2 separate regions of the Mus musculus genome follow, and region 2 is linked to region 1. A link is a contact called in public HiChIP or PLAC-seq data. All regions are on one chromosome and are shown on one strand. The core of a region is the stretch at or near the end of the contact, and the rest is flanking DNA. Distances in the headings are between cores, read along the strand shown. Region 1 holds the start of Mysm1 (myb-like, SWIRM and MPN domains 1). Region 2 overlaps Gm830 (a long non-coding RNA gene).

Region 1 (7,381 bases), core at 1,321-3,820:
TACTTATTCTTTTATTTCTGCATACTACTTGAAGGTGATAATGAAGTTAAATTACCTAGAACCAGTTTAATCCTTTCAGGTTTTGCTTCTAAGGTTTACTGGGCCGTGCCAAAGCAATGGCCTATCTATCCACAGCTATTCCTACTTAGGCCATATCCTTCATATCGTCTACCCAATGAACGATGAGAATTCCTAGTCTGTTCTGCTTCCCTGCATGGGTTTGGACCTTGAAACATGACTGGATGATGAGGGATTAAAGAGACAGAAATTTAAAAAGAAGAGAAAAATAATAACAAAAAAAACAGATGTGTACACAGAAAAGCTGGGTCAGGTGGGCTGAGCACACTCCGATGGAATGGGACCAACTATACCCAGAGCACAGAGCCCCAGCACAGTTATGTACAGCACAGGGACAGGGCTTAGATAGTCTCTTAGATAGGCGGTCCTGGCAAAGGCACAGCCTCGGGCTGTAAACAGCCTGGAGGAAGACACTGCACTTGTTAGGTTTGCACACTGTAGTCAATTGTTCATAAACTCTCATACTTGGACCACAGGAAGGCTTGCACACTGTAGTCAATTGTTCATAAACTCTCATACTTGGACCACAGGAAGGCTTTGCCATTCCGAGCCTGACCCCAACAGAGATGGCTGCCCCACAAGACTGGGTCTTTGGGTGTTTAACAGGGCTGAACACATCTCAACAATACACACTCACCTGGGATTCCAATCAGGCCTAACACATTCGCTCAAAGTTTCTTCAGTCCTCACACAATGTCTGAGGCAAACAGGCACCATCCCTGGCCCTGCCTGAGTAATGGGTACTGCATTATTCCCTCTGGTAGTTTTACCTGGCTCTTGAGTTAGAGACTGGTGTTTCTATTTTGCATTTCCCGATTAAATCCAACAGGCACCTTTAAGTGCCTATGCTCTGTCAGGCAAGCTGTTAGCATTGATTACTAGATGAGTCCTCTGACAATGCGCAAACAAATAAACACCATGGTTCCAGGTTGCCCTGAAAAGTAAAACACACTATTCAGTTCCTAAAGCACGGGGCCCTCATTTTACAAAATTCTTCTGCCTCTCCTGCCATCACACTCTCAGGCTGAGGTGTGAAGTAAGCTCGTTTTATTGTTTCGTTCACTTATTATGGGGTCCGCATAGATCCAACATAACTCATACATCAAGTGAATGATGTATTGTATTCAAGCTGCTACTGATCGACCAAGGCCGGAGAACATAGAACAGAGTCCGGAGAGTGACTTTTTAGGGGAATTACATAGCATATTTAAAGGATGAAACCATAAAGTAAGGGAGGGCAAGCAGGGTAGGCTGTAGCTTCGGCCAATCATATTTTGACCATAAAGGGTTGAGCATGCGAATTTCCACCAATCAGAATAGGAGCTGGTTCCTGGGCCTGGGAACAAGAACTTAGTTTGACCCTACAGCAAGCTGGAGAGTGTCCTTGAGATGGCTGGACTCAAACTGCTGTCTCCTTACAACTTTCCCTGAGATGACTGGACGCAGACAATTGTCTCCTTCTAAGTTGTCTCTGAGATGGCTGGGCTCAAATAGCTGTCTCCTTACAACAGAAGCTCCCCCAGGGCCTGGGACCTTGAATTTAGTTTACCCCTATGATTAAATGAAGCCTGAAAACGACATGGTAGTACTTAAAAAAAAAAAAAAGAACAAGTTTATTTTGCGGGGCGTGGTGGCGCATGCCTTTAATCCCAGCACTTGGGAGGCAGAGGCAGGTGGATTTCTGAGTTCAAGGCCAGCCTGGTCAACAGAGTGAGTTCCAGAACAGCCAGGGCTATACAGAGAAACCCTATTTCAAAAAATCAAAACAAAACAACAACAAATCAGGTTTATTTTGCTGGTTCCCAATACACTTACCTGTCCAACACAGCTTCTACTACGTGAGACACTGTGCTGAACGCAGGCAGTGTAAGGACTACCAGACAGGTTTTATCCTTAAAGAAGTCACAGTCTGATCGAGAAGACAATGAGTCATGGATTCTAACTGTATGAGAGACAGATTTGAGGGCAGAAAAATGCAGAAGCAAGACTCTGATTTCTTGGAAAACCGTTAAGTTCTTTGCTTCACAGATTCCCAGCAATGATTTGTATGTATATGGCAAACACTCAGGGCAGAGTTTAAAAGATCAATCTACCAAGCTCTCTGTTTGAACAATCACGTCAGTTTTCTGAGTCTATTTACTTATCCATAAAATAAAATCCGTGAAACCTGCATCCATTCCACTGGGTCATTCTAATAATTCACGGTGGCGGGCGGGGCGGGTAGGCGCGCGCGCGCGTGTGTGTGTGTGCGAAAATGAACCAGAGACAATGGATGCCACAAAGCAGGGTCTCTCGCCTGAATGGAAAAAGATCTGCTGTGAGTTAGCCCACGTAAGACGTGAGAGAAGTGAGATAACCCATGCGGTCCTTGGGGAAGCAGCTTTCACGCAGTCTCCTGGTCTTACTCGCCGGAGTTCCCCGGAAGTGCGCCACGCCAAGGCCCCGCCTCCGGCCCTGGGCCCGCCCCCGGTCCCGCCCCGCCGCATCTCGCGGGATCTCGCGAGTACGCCTGCGTCAGGTGCAGTCATGGAGGCGGAGGAGGCGGATGTGGATGTGGAAGGAGATGTTGCGGCGGCTGCACAGCCGGGGTGAGGCGCGGAGCGGGGTCCTGCGGGCCGGGCTGTGCTAGGCAAGGGTCGGAGGATGCGGTTGGCCGAGGGTCCGTGTGGACGGCGTCGGGACCCGGGGTGCTCCCAGCCGGAAGTCGGCCGGGTCCGGGAGTGGACCCGGTGCCCCAGGTTGCACTGTTTATCTCCACTTTCTGGGCTGCGATGGACAGTGTTTAATTCGGATTCCTACCTGCATTCGCGCTGTCTCAGGCGCCTCACAGCATCTTGAACACTGGCGTCTAATTTAGTCCTGCGCCCGCTAGCGACCTGGTCCAGTCGTTTGATTCCTCCTTCTCAGAGCAAGTTGTTGAAAACTTGGGGGAAAGGCAGCTTACCCTAAAGGATCCAGATTTTAGAGTTGGACAAGTCATGTTTGCCTTTTGCTTTTGCTCTTCCTGTTTACTGTCACTCTGACCGTGATCAAGGCATTTGAGGCATTTCCAAGCAAGGCTCCGCTTGCTTGGAAACCAAGAATCACTTGTCGATCTTACTGTTGTAAGCATCGAATGAAATAATTCTGAGAGATGTTTTAGCATATGGAGAATGCTCGGCAGATGTTTTCTTTGCTGTGTTAGGATAATGTAGTGAAGACCCAGTTAGGGGTGTCATGCCAGTGCCTGCAAGGACGGGCAGTGTGATTTTAAACTGAACCTGATTTGACACGTGCCTTTAGGAGGACGCGGTATCCCTCCTTTTAAGTAATGGGGGCCAGATAGGACCTCCTGTAGAAGCCAGGTACATTACTTGTAACTTGTCAGCGACTTCGTTAGAATTCTGCTGAAGTACATACTATTACTAGTACTGCTCCATTTTCAGCCCATATAGTTCATTTGACAGGAGGGCTGCTCCACTGTAGACTGCCAGTCCTCCTCTATAAGGCACCAGAATAAGAAGCATTTTAAAATAGCCAGTGAGTTCTTAAAATGTGATGAAAATGAGGGGTAGTTAACTTCACATAAATATTTTCTCAAAAGTTCAAAAGTTACGTGGATAGCCTGAGATAGCAATAACTCTACACCAGTGTGATATATCAGACTTGAGCAAGTGCTTGTGATGTTTGAGAATCGGTGACCTCAGTGGGCGAGGGCAGTTTGGAGTTCATAAAGGAATTCACCTGGTGTTCAGTGACCGTCACCTGAAAGCATTGGCTCTGTGCCTCTCTCAAGGGTTCGTTTTAACTTTCCTGGTTGTGTTTAGTTTTTCATCCCTTTTTCTTGTACCATTTTCTTGACACTTGAGACTACTGGTGGCATGTTGTAATGTTAACCTCGTATGTTAGGTCTCAAAGGAGAGACAAATGATTACCTGAGGTGCTGTATTACAGTGGAACTGGCCTCCAGGTTCTTAAAGCATCCTTCAGTCTTGCCTGTTGCAGGGTATGGCTGGCATACCCTGCCTCCTACCCTATTTTCTTTAGCCCTGAAGTTAGTCTGCCCTTCCCCCAGCTGCCCTTCTCTATATAATTCAGCCATTTTGGCTATCTGGCCCTTTTGGTCTGTCCTTTACTCTATTGGCCTGTCTCTTGGCCCAGGCAGCCTCTCTCTGTTGCAGCTTCTCTCTGCATTCTCTTTACATGGCCCAGTTCAGGGTCATATTCTCTCTGGATGTTCCCCACCATTGCATATGCTCTCCCTTTTATCTACAATGAACTTTCTTCTCCGCCATACTTAGGAGCAGTCATGTCCTGTCTTTTCTTTCCTTCCCTTCCCTTCCCTTTCCCCTTTTCCCCTCTTCCCCTTTTTCTTTTCCCTTCCCTTCTCCTCCACTCCCCTTCCTCTTCCTCTCCTCCTTCCCTCCATCCCTCTCTCTCCTTTCTTCCTTTCTTTCTTTCTTTCTTTCTTTCTTTCTTTCTTTCTTTCTTTCTTTCTTTCTTTCTTTCTATGCAGCATGCAAGCAGGATTAGGAGGGTCCTCATGTCAGCCACTGCTTCTGGAGCATCACTGACATTATGTGGAATGGTGCCCTGTAATGCTGGAGTTTGAATCATGTTGAGTTTAGTGTGCCGAGTGCCCCTTGAGGTATTTTGTGTTACAGGGGACAGTAGCATTTAAGGAACTCTTGAAGATTAGTTTGAAACATACCAGTTTTAAGCATTTACTGAAAGCTAGATACGAAAACCAAGCATTGCAATTTGGTTTTCTTTCAACTATTATTTCTTCTCATCTTCCTTTTCTGAATGTTTTTGAACCCTCCTTGAGGAAATGTGTTTTGCCATAAGAGTTGTGCTCAGTGGCCATTCCTAGTGATATCTCCAAGCCTGGCATCTCTCCTGACTTAATTTCTGTCAAGTTGATGTTTTGCTACCCTGCCATTCTAATGTACAAACCTAACTCTCAAATTCAACCTAACACTTGTTTTTATTTCCCTAAACCCTCACTGACCTGTGTCTGTGAGCTTCCGATCAGAACTCTAACTAGAACCTACCAGCACTTCTGTGTCTCACAAGTACCTCAGCATCACTGTATCAGCTTCCCTCTTTCAGATTTTTCTCTGAGCTGTCCCTAGTTCAGTGCATGATGGCAACATCCACACAGTCTCCAGGCACAGACCTGAACTCCCTCCTTTTTCCTTCTGTCATTTTTCTACCCCCCACCCCCCAAAATCTGGTCACTTATTAAGTGTCCTTTCAGACAGCACTCTTGCTCATTCTGCCTTTTTTATAGATACAAATTATTGCTGTGTTTTTCTAGTAGTTTTATAATTATGTTCTCTACATCCAAATCTGATTATGTTATTACCTTCCATTTCCAATAGGCTTTGATAAGGCTGGCCAGGAATTTACCATATATTGGACTCCTGATCCTCCTGACTCTACCTCCTAAGTTCTGGTATTACAATTAAGTACTACCATGGTGGGTACTTTTGTGATAAAATCTTCATTCTTTACTACAGTCCTCTGTCCGTTACCCATTTGTTTCTTTACTCATTCATTCAACTGTTGATTACATTCTGTGTCATCCCCTGAGTGTATATAGCAGTTGTGAAAATGAAGTCCCTGCTGTCATAAAACTATTAATTCTTGGTGGGTAGAACAGACATTAAACTTTATGTCTGTGTTCAATGAAGGTAAATGGACAAGGGTGAAGGAAGATGAGAAGCTGGCTTGCTAGCTTTTTCTCCTGCACTGACCCAGATGTGAAACAAAGAGTGGAAACAGTGAAAGAAAAGGGGCAGATTCAGAAACAAACAGGTCCTAGTGTCTTGGACGGCTAGGGAGATTGATGTTACAAGGGCTAAGAGAGTATACAGTGGAAACCTGACAGGTTTGAGAGGAAAGGTTATTTTAAGCTTAGCCATGTAACTTGTGGTCCTTAAGGAGATTCAGGTAGGTGTTCTGATGCATATATCAAGTGTGAATGTTGCAAGTCCTCACTATGGTAGACCACATGAAAATATTTCTGCAATGACTTGAAATGATAGTAGGCTCTTGCACTCTTGGCAGACTTAACTGTTCTAAAAGATTTAACTATTGTGTGTGTGTGTGTGTGTGTGTGTGTGTGTGTGTGTGGCTGTTGTGCTGCATTACAGTTCTCTCATAGGCTGACAGGGCAGAGCAGGTATTGTTGTGTTCAAATCTTTGTTAAGGAAAGAAGGTGCTTTGTATCAATAACTGGCCAGGCCCTGTCTTATGTGATCTGTAGCTGAAAATGGATGCAATATCGTTTATTTTTTGTATATTTTGTATTACAGAAATGATGAAAGTACAGCATCAGTTTTTCAAGATCACTATCTTGATTCAACGTGGAGAAGGGAAAATGGCTGTCTTGTAAGTAAGCTAAGTCAGGTGACATAACATTGCAGCTAGTTGCCCAGAGTGCCTCTTCTCCCCCTCCCTTTTACTTTATTTTTTTGTTTGTTTTAACTAAGGCCTAATTCTCCAAAACCACAGAGGTAATATATGGAGACACTTCCTTTAAAAATAGAGGAACCTGCCAGGCAGTGGTGGTGCACACCTTTAATCCCAGCACTTGGGAGGCAGAGGCAGGTGGATTTCTGAGTTCAAGGCCAGCCTGGTCTACAGAGTGAGTTCCAGGACAGCCAGGGCTACACAGAGAAACCCTGTCTTGAAAAAACAAAAATAAAAAAAAGAAAAAAGAAAAAAAAATAGAGGAACCTAACCAGGTGTGGTGGTACACACCTTTAATCCCAGCACTTGGGAGGCTAGGGCAGGCAGATTTCTGAATTCAAGGCCAGCCTGGTCTACTGAGTGAGTTCCAGGACAGCCAGGGCTACACAGAGAAACCCTGTCTTGAAAAACAAAACTAAACAAAACCAAACAAACAAACAAAAATAGAGGAACCTGCCTGGCAGTGGTAGCGCACACCTTTAATCCCAGCACTTGGGAGGTAGAGGCAGGCGGATTTCTGAGTTCAAGGACAGCCTGGTCTACAAAGTGAGTTCCAGGACAGCCAGGGCTATACAGAGAAACCCTGTTTCAAAAAACAAAAACAAAAAACAAAAAAACAAAAATAGAGGACCCTTTTTTCTTCAACTCTGACAAAATGATCTCTTGAGAAGTAAATTTAGATCCAGCTAATTTAGGGACAGGTCTTTAGCACTTCACATTTGTCAACTTTGATTTCAATGGAAGACGGGGATAATCCTAGAGTTCATGTCTTCATGTAGCAGTAACTGCATACTCACCTGCCATGCCAGACTGGAGGGTAGGTTAAAGCACTCCAAGTGCCGTCAAG
Region 2 (7,381 bases), core at 1,570-4,069, 500 kb before region 1:
TGAATTTTGATACTCTGTGGAGACATGCAGGTTCATGTTCCTTTCCACCATGTCAGCCAACACCTGTCTGTAAGCTGCTGGCTCACCTCCATTTCTCTCAGCCCTGCCTATGTCTAGGTTCTATGTTGTCATGTACGTCATGATGTAGCTGTTTTCGTTCCTTTATCAGTAAACTTACTACCTTAGCATCTAACTGTTCATTTTGGCCTCCTTGCACTTCCTACTGAATTCAAAACAAGGACTCTTCTTTTCCATTTTGTTTGTCCTTTTTTTTTTAAAGCAAATTTAGCATACAATAATCATTGCTGAGGATAAGAAAGGGAGACGAATGAATAAGAAGCATTTCAGCTCTGCAAAACACACAATTGACGCCTGCACTTTGCTTTAGTTTTCTTGAGTTTTAAAACCTGAATGGTCCCATAACCAGCTGAAGATGTGAATTGTGATGTCAAGCCCCCCAGTCTCAGGGCAGAGCAGTTTGCAGAGCAGGCTGCCAGGTGCCTGCTCAGAAGGCTGCTCAGATGTTACAACACGTGGCAGTTTTATACATACACACACATTGCTTCCAAAATACTAAGATAAATGACATATTTCACGTGGGGCTAAAGAAGATAGATGATAGGAAGATGTCTGAAAAAACAAAGGAGGAATTTTAGATGGGATGTAGGGAAAGAGGTGATCTTTGGGATATAACTGAAGAATGCAGATGCTCCAGATGTGCAAAGAACCAAGGCAGAGCATCCTGTACAGGGAGATGGGATGGCATTTGCAAAGACTGAGACCAGGAAAAGGCCAGGCTTGACTGTGTGCTGTCCATGTAGGTGCACAAACACAGATGTCCTCAGTGGCCTCTCAGAAACCTAAGCTCTTCTCAAATGTAGTGTCTCTTAGCCTTGGTAGTGGACTCCACATCTGTCTTGTGCTGAAGAGTACAGCAAGGACATGGCTGTCATACCCAGGTGGCAGTTGGTGATGCACTCCTACAGCAATACTCTTTTTTCAAGTCTGAGATTCCTAGCCACAATCCCACAGCGAGGAGCTGCAGTTGATCCTAAAACCAAGCTTTCTCCCACGCCAAACCATCGACTTGGTGCCAGGGCTGGATTTATTACCTAGTAACTGAGGACAGAAATAATTGGTCGCATTAGTGCCTGGCAGCTGCGCTGGGGCTCCACTCTAGAAGGGAGTCAGGGACTAAAGAACTGAGACAAGTTTACTTTTCTCAGCCCAGGTGCTCTCCTGAGGCCCGCCCAGCCCTAATGAACACTGCAAGCCAAGGCCCGTGCAGCTGACAGGCCGGTTCCCCACTTGCAGAGTCCCGGTTTCTTTCCAACCTCTGAAAGAAAAGCACTAGCTAAGGCAGAATGAAGAAATGGCTGCTCTAACTTCGTCTCCGGCTGCTCTCATTTGATTCCCCACAAAAGCCAGCTCTACTCCACCAATTGAGTGTACAAAGGAAACAATTACCTGGAGAAGTCAAGCAATAAGGACAGGACAGAATGAAATCCGGCAGGTCCCTGGCTTCTAGCTAGAATGCACATAGCTGGAATGTTTTTCATACTGGATGGAGTAAAGGGCTTAGACTTTGGGGTCAGGTGGATCTGCATTTGAAAACAAATCCAACTACCCATTATAGATGTGCTCTCTTTAATATGGTCCACTCTGTGCCTTGGTTTACAAGAACTTTGCAACAGAGGGTATAGACCTCCTGCCATCAGAGCTGGATGATGCTCTCTCTAGTTCTGGTACCATCAAAAGTAAAGTTAATGAACTTCTAGCATTGGTGTCTGTCTCCAAAGTCATCCTGAGCCTGTTACCCCAGCACTTGGGAAGCAGAGTCAGAGGGATTATGAGTTCATGTCTAGCCTAGACTACATAGTAAGGCTTCCTGAAATAAACAAATAAGACCCAATTACATGGCTACTTTGAAGAAATGTAAGAATTGTGTGTACTTTATGTATGATGACATACACAAAGCAGCTGCGCAGTACCTGTGAAAGTTGTTATTACATAAGTACTGCTTTAGTTTCAGAATCAGGTTTCTCGAAATGTGATCCAAAGGTATCATTTCCCTCCTGGGACATGGTGGACACACTCCCAGAACCATCCCAACTTCCTGAACTTCAGGCCAAGCATTCTGCTCTGGAAGGATCTCCAGGTGATTTGGGTGCAAAACTAAAGTTAGGCATTTCTGCTCTAGGTAGGCATTTTGAATGCCTTTGAGAGATTTCAGTCAACTGTAAATGTCTTGGGCCCCTAAACACTTGTTTATCCCAACCTGTGATCTTTCCAATGAGCTCCCCTGCTTGTTCCTGGAGAAGAAAGCAATTTGTTGCTCAGGACTTCCATATCAGATTAACAACATCTTCTATAGTTTACAGTCTTTCAGGCATGCTGATCATACATCTACATGGATGACGATCACTCACCTCTGCAGTTATCTTTATTAGGCAAATAAGGAAAGCAACACTCTATGAGGTGAGTTATGTTATCCAAATATTTGCAAGCTCTGAGTCATTAAGCTGTTTGATAAGCAGGATTCATTAGTCTGTTTCTAGAATCAGCACACTTTCTGCCTTGTCCTACTGTGTCTCCATGCCAGGAGGAGGAATGGGAGTGTCTAGTTGAAGACAAGCACTCAGGGACCATGTACAGGGTGTCTTTGCACATCGTGATGCTCTCATGATCATGGAACCCATCAGTCTGATGATGCTCCAAGAACACAGAATCAGGAGGTGGAAACCACAGAGACACAGCCTGTGGCTCAACAAAAACAATCTCTCTTAGTGACTGTGTCAATTGTTCAGAACTTCCTGCCCTGTGGGCAGTCGGGGTTGAGCAGTGGAACAGATGTCATAGGAAGAAGATTGACAGGACATTCTCTCGGGGCAGTGTTTTGAATCAGAGTGAAATTTAGTAAGCAAGCCCCGCCAACCCTGGGCAAACTTTGATATTTAAGCATAAACTGGAGATATGTCATTTGTGCACAAAGCAGACTGGTTTAAGAAGAAAGTGTCTATCTTACCATAGCCCTAGGATCTTGCCTGATCTACCTAGCTGAAAGCGAATCTCTCCTCCTCTGCACTCCCATAGTGTCCTTCACTGGTATCTGTTTTATAGCATTAAGCAGTTAGGCATGGCTAGGAAGCAGTGAACTATGTGTGCATAGAGGCTGATAGAATCTCTTTGGACCCCAGTTCTCCTGTTTATGTAAAACGGGATTCTTTATTGGGCTTGAAGAGAATGAATTGTAGGATACTGCACCTCAGGCTCCTGTGCAAACCATAGAAGGTCTTCAGAGGGCTTATTTCAGACTTCTTGAGAAATCCTCCTGCTCCATCTACCTCTAAACCTGTTCTTCCCACTGAAACAGACACTCTATATGTGGCATGTGATTTTCATTTAGTTAAAAACTGAAAGGGAAATGTATAAGTAAGAAAGAAAGGAGGGTAGGAGAGGGGAGGAAAGAGGAGAGGAGAGGAGAGGAGAGGAGAGGAGAGGAGAGGAGAGGAGAGGAGAGGGGAGGGGAGGGGAGGGGAGGGGAGGGGAGGGGAGGGGAGGGGAGGGGAGGGGAGGAGAGGAGAGGAGAGGAGAGGAGAGGAGAGGAGAGGAGAGGAGAGAAGAGAAGAGAAGAGAAGAGAAGAGAAGAGAAGAGAAGAGAAGAGAAGAGAAGAGAAGAGAAGAGAAGAGAAGAGAAGAGAAGAGAAGAGAAGAGAAGAGAAGAGAAGAGAAGAAAGGAAAAAATGAGGAAGTAAAAACAAAGAAAAGCAGCAGGAAGAACTCTTCAATAGACGAATGCTCGTCTCACTCATTGCTGGCCATATGCTAAGCAGTACACCTGGGCAGTTTCCCAGGTGCACCATGGGCCATGTGTGTGCAGGCAGATGATTGTATACTTGAGGGCTTGTGTGCGTAAGAATGTGTAGTAATCCACAGCATGCTATAATGTGAAGAAAGACGGCAACAAGGAAGATAGACTTACACCAAGCTTCCTATAGGAGACTACTTACAGTTCTGTGATAATTTGGGACAGTTGCTCACTGTGAGAAGCACATGGCCTCTAGGGTGATGAGCACTATGTATCACACTGTACTCTCCATTTGGAACCTCTTGGATAGGACCTGCAGAGGCTTTCATTTACAGAGTACAGCAAAATCCAAAGTGGCTCTGTCTTTAAAGTTGCCGTGTATGGAACTTGCTCCATATGGGGGAACAGGCTGAGTAGTAGTTTTTGAAGCTCTTACAATCCCTTAGGCCCATCAAAAATGGCTGCTAGGAACACACCGTTTTAGAAGTGCTTTTAAAAGCCCTGTGGGCTTGTATTTGGAGAAAGCCTTCTCTGTGTAAGGTTCCTGAAAGAAGCCTCTGGAGACTCCTGCAGTCCTAGGCAGTGGTTCTCAGAGACTCCAACAGTTTTTCCTTGTGTGGGATACATGTCAGGAGGCTAGCTGCGCTGAGACAGGCTGCCTTCTGGGAGATGCTCTTCTAGCCAAAGGAAAGTGGAATAGGAGAGGCAGAGTGAGCTTGGTAGGGAGTGGTAAGCACAGCACAGCAGGACAGCATCTTATAGATGTTGTGCCAGTACAGGATCCTACATATCATAGTCTCCCTGTTCTGATTTCAGACCTCCCTGAAACACACCTGCAAAAGAGTCAGAGAGGGAAAAAAAAAAAAAAAGACAGAGAGAAGGTATGCTCAAATACCTTCGGTTATAAGATCGTCGGCTCCGGCTTCATTCTTTTGGCATATTCTAATGGGATAAGTACATATTGTGTGCTCAGTAATGCTGTGCAAAGGGGACCCAGCTGAATAAAACTAAATGCAGTCTTAGTAGAGCCAATGACAGTGGGAAAGACACATGAATCACAGGCACGCCTTTACATAGCTGCAATGGAAAGGTGTCATAGAGACACCCAAGGCTGAGAGCATCTGACAGAATCTGCTGTGGACTGAGATGATGGGGAGGCTGATGAAGAGGTGATCTCTGTGTTGCAGAGAGAGACCAAGGAAGGCTCTTTAGAGTTTTCAGATAGGGAATATAATAGTACAACACTTTAGATTTGGTAGTTCTCAGCGTGTGGGTCACAACCCCTCTGGCAAACCTCTATCTCCAAAACTATTTACATTATGATTCTTAACTGTAGCAAAATTACAGTTATTAAGTAGCAACAAAATTAATTTTACACTTGGGGTCATCACAACATGAGGAACTGCATTAAAGGGCTGCAGCCTTAGGAAGGTTGAGAATCACTGCTTTAGAAGCAATAAAAGTAGTCAGGCATGTGAAATTAAGTGAAGACAGACCTGGCTCCAGTTGGGAAGGATTCCAGGATACAAAGAATTAGTGGCCATGATGGGCAGTCTGATCTTGACCCAAGACACACGAAAAGCTTCTGCCTTGAAAGTGGAGGCCGTACATAAAGCTCACAGAGCTAACAGTTTTTCCATGTTATTAAGAGTGGTCCCTTCAAATAACCCTGCAATTTTCCCCCTTTCTAAAGTCAAGCTTTCTCTTCATCCTCTGAATGTGGATCAGAATTATAATGTATAAATTGTGAGGGAAGTGACTCACTGTGACGTCTGAGGTTAGGCTTTGAGAAGGCTGTCATCCCTGTGGCACAATTTTTGGACTGATTTCCAATGAAAATCAGATCCTGTGTTGGGAAGGGACTCAAGAAATCATGCAGAAGTTTACATGGGAAGAATACAGCCAGCACCTGAGTATTAGCAATGGAAAGCTATTGGAAGCAGACCATCCAGCTTCAATTAAGTCTTCAGATGAAAACATGTTGGTTGACATCTTGGCTGTTAGCTTCACGAGGCACCCAAGCCAGAACCACTCAGCCCAGCTGCCTTTAAATCCATGACTCACTGGAGATAATAAATGTTATTTCAAGTTTTAAAAAATATATATTTAAATATTATTTTCCATTTAATTTACAATAATTATACACATTTAGGTGGCGCAATGTGATATTTCAATATATGTAGTAAAGAATAATGGAATAAAGCTAAGTAGCATGTTTATTATCTCAGTTTTGTGGCAACATTTAAAGTCCTCTAATCTGTTTTGATTTATGCATATATAATTAGTTATAACACCATAATATACACTAGATTACCAGCAATCTTTCCCTCCTATTGGCCTGATAATTAGTACCACTTGGGCAACATCTCTTCTTTTCTCCTCTACTTCACACCATTTCCTAAGCATCAATTAGATTGAACACTGCAAGGTATCTCAAGACATGAGAGGAAAAAAGGAGAGACTCTAGCATAGAGAAACTTGACATCTGCTCTTCTACTTAAAGGTTGTTGTACGGAAGGCATGTGTTAAACTTTCTGACATTCCCATTTTTAATTTTTCACATGACATGATGTTGGTAGAATATATAAGATACAATTTGCCTATAAGTTTCAGTTTCCTCATTTCCCACCAATTTCATATTCAACCAAAACATGACCTTTTCAAGAAACAGTTTTCAGCTGACACTGAGTACCACAAAATCAGTACCAAAAATTTTGATGACTGTGGTGGTTTGAATAGGAATGGCCCCCATAGACTCATGTGTTTGAATACTTGGTCCTATAGGCAGTGGCACAATTAGGAGGTATAGCCTTGTTAGAGGAAATGTGTCAGTAGGAAGTAGACTTTGAGGTCTCAGATGTTCAAGCCATACCCAGTGTGGTATTCTCTTTCCACTGCCTGCTGGTCAGATCCAGATGTAGAACTCTCAGCTACTTCTCTAGCTCCATGTCTACATGCATTTCACCATGCTTTCTGGCATGACAATAATGGACTAAACCTCTGAACTGTAAGCCAGTCCTAATTAAAGGTTTTCCTAAATAAGAGTTGCCGTGGTCATGGTGTCTCTTCACAGTCATAAAACCCTAGAACCATCTCCCTAGAAGGAAAGACCTAAGAGCTATTTTCCTGAAGCTGCCTTTGAGCATGCTTCCACAGAAACACGATTGATTTTTAAGTCTATCACAGAGGATTAGACTTGAAATGAGATTTATGAATTTTCTTCCAGCATTGTAAGCATAATTTGTGGGACAGTGGACCATGCCAGGAAACTTGGTATGTTTGAGTGGGTTCAGAGTCCCCAGCACCCAAGCACCCACCTGAGATGGTAGACAGCTCCCTGTTCCTACTAGATTCCTGGCCTGGAACATGTGCCACACTTCCATCATAGGAAACATAGCCTGTGGTCACGTAGCCCAAAACAGAGTTCTCCATGCTAATGAGATATCTAGAGGCCCTGTAGGTTTAGCCAATAAGCTCCCCTTCCTGGACATTCCTCCATGGAAAAGGTACTTAATCTCTGGTGAACTCTGAGGAGGTGGCATGCACCTATTTTCTATGATGAACAATTGATCA

What was found. HiChIP or PLAC-seq counts read pairs in DNA pulled down with a chosen protein or histone mark.
Region 2: an H3K27ac HiChIP or PLAC-seq map of thymic regulatory T cells shows a contact between it and region 1, with 3 times the contacts expected there. The contact joins the enhancer-like site here to the promoter of Mysm1 in region 1. A contact is called at or near these places in 1 of 39 promoter capture datasets (liver), 4 of 115 datasets of contacts at active chromatin or transcription factors (bone marrow-derived macrophages, embryonic stem cells and thymic regulatory T cells) and 2 of 9 other capture datasets (adipose tissue and liver).

Annotation. Positions count from the first base shown.
Region 1 is chr4:94,974,289-94,981,669 of GRCm38.p6, reverse strand. Mysm1 (myb-like, SWIRM and MPN domains 1) reads left to right here and starts at 2,570. Exons shown (of 20, transcript NM_177239.3): 1 at 2,570-2,666; 2 at 6,378-6,453. The coding sequence starts at 2,605. Gm12694 (a long non-coding RNA gene) reads right to left here and starts at 2,549. Exons shown (of 3, transcript XR_867913.3): 1 at 1,894-2,549; 2 at 849-1,012.
Region 2 is chr4:95,470,334-95,477,714 of GRCm38.p6, reverse strand. The region is part of intron 1 of Gm830 (a long non-coding RNA gene); the gene reads left to right. Among named protein-coding and RNA genes, the nearest start is that of Gm12707, 12 kb to the left of the region's middle. Within about 2 kb of position 2,819, at least 20 of the 459 cell types and tissues checked have an H3K27ac peak or open chromatin away from gene starts, as enhancers often do. A contact at or near this core is called in thymic regulatory T cells, where this site is marked.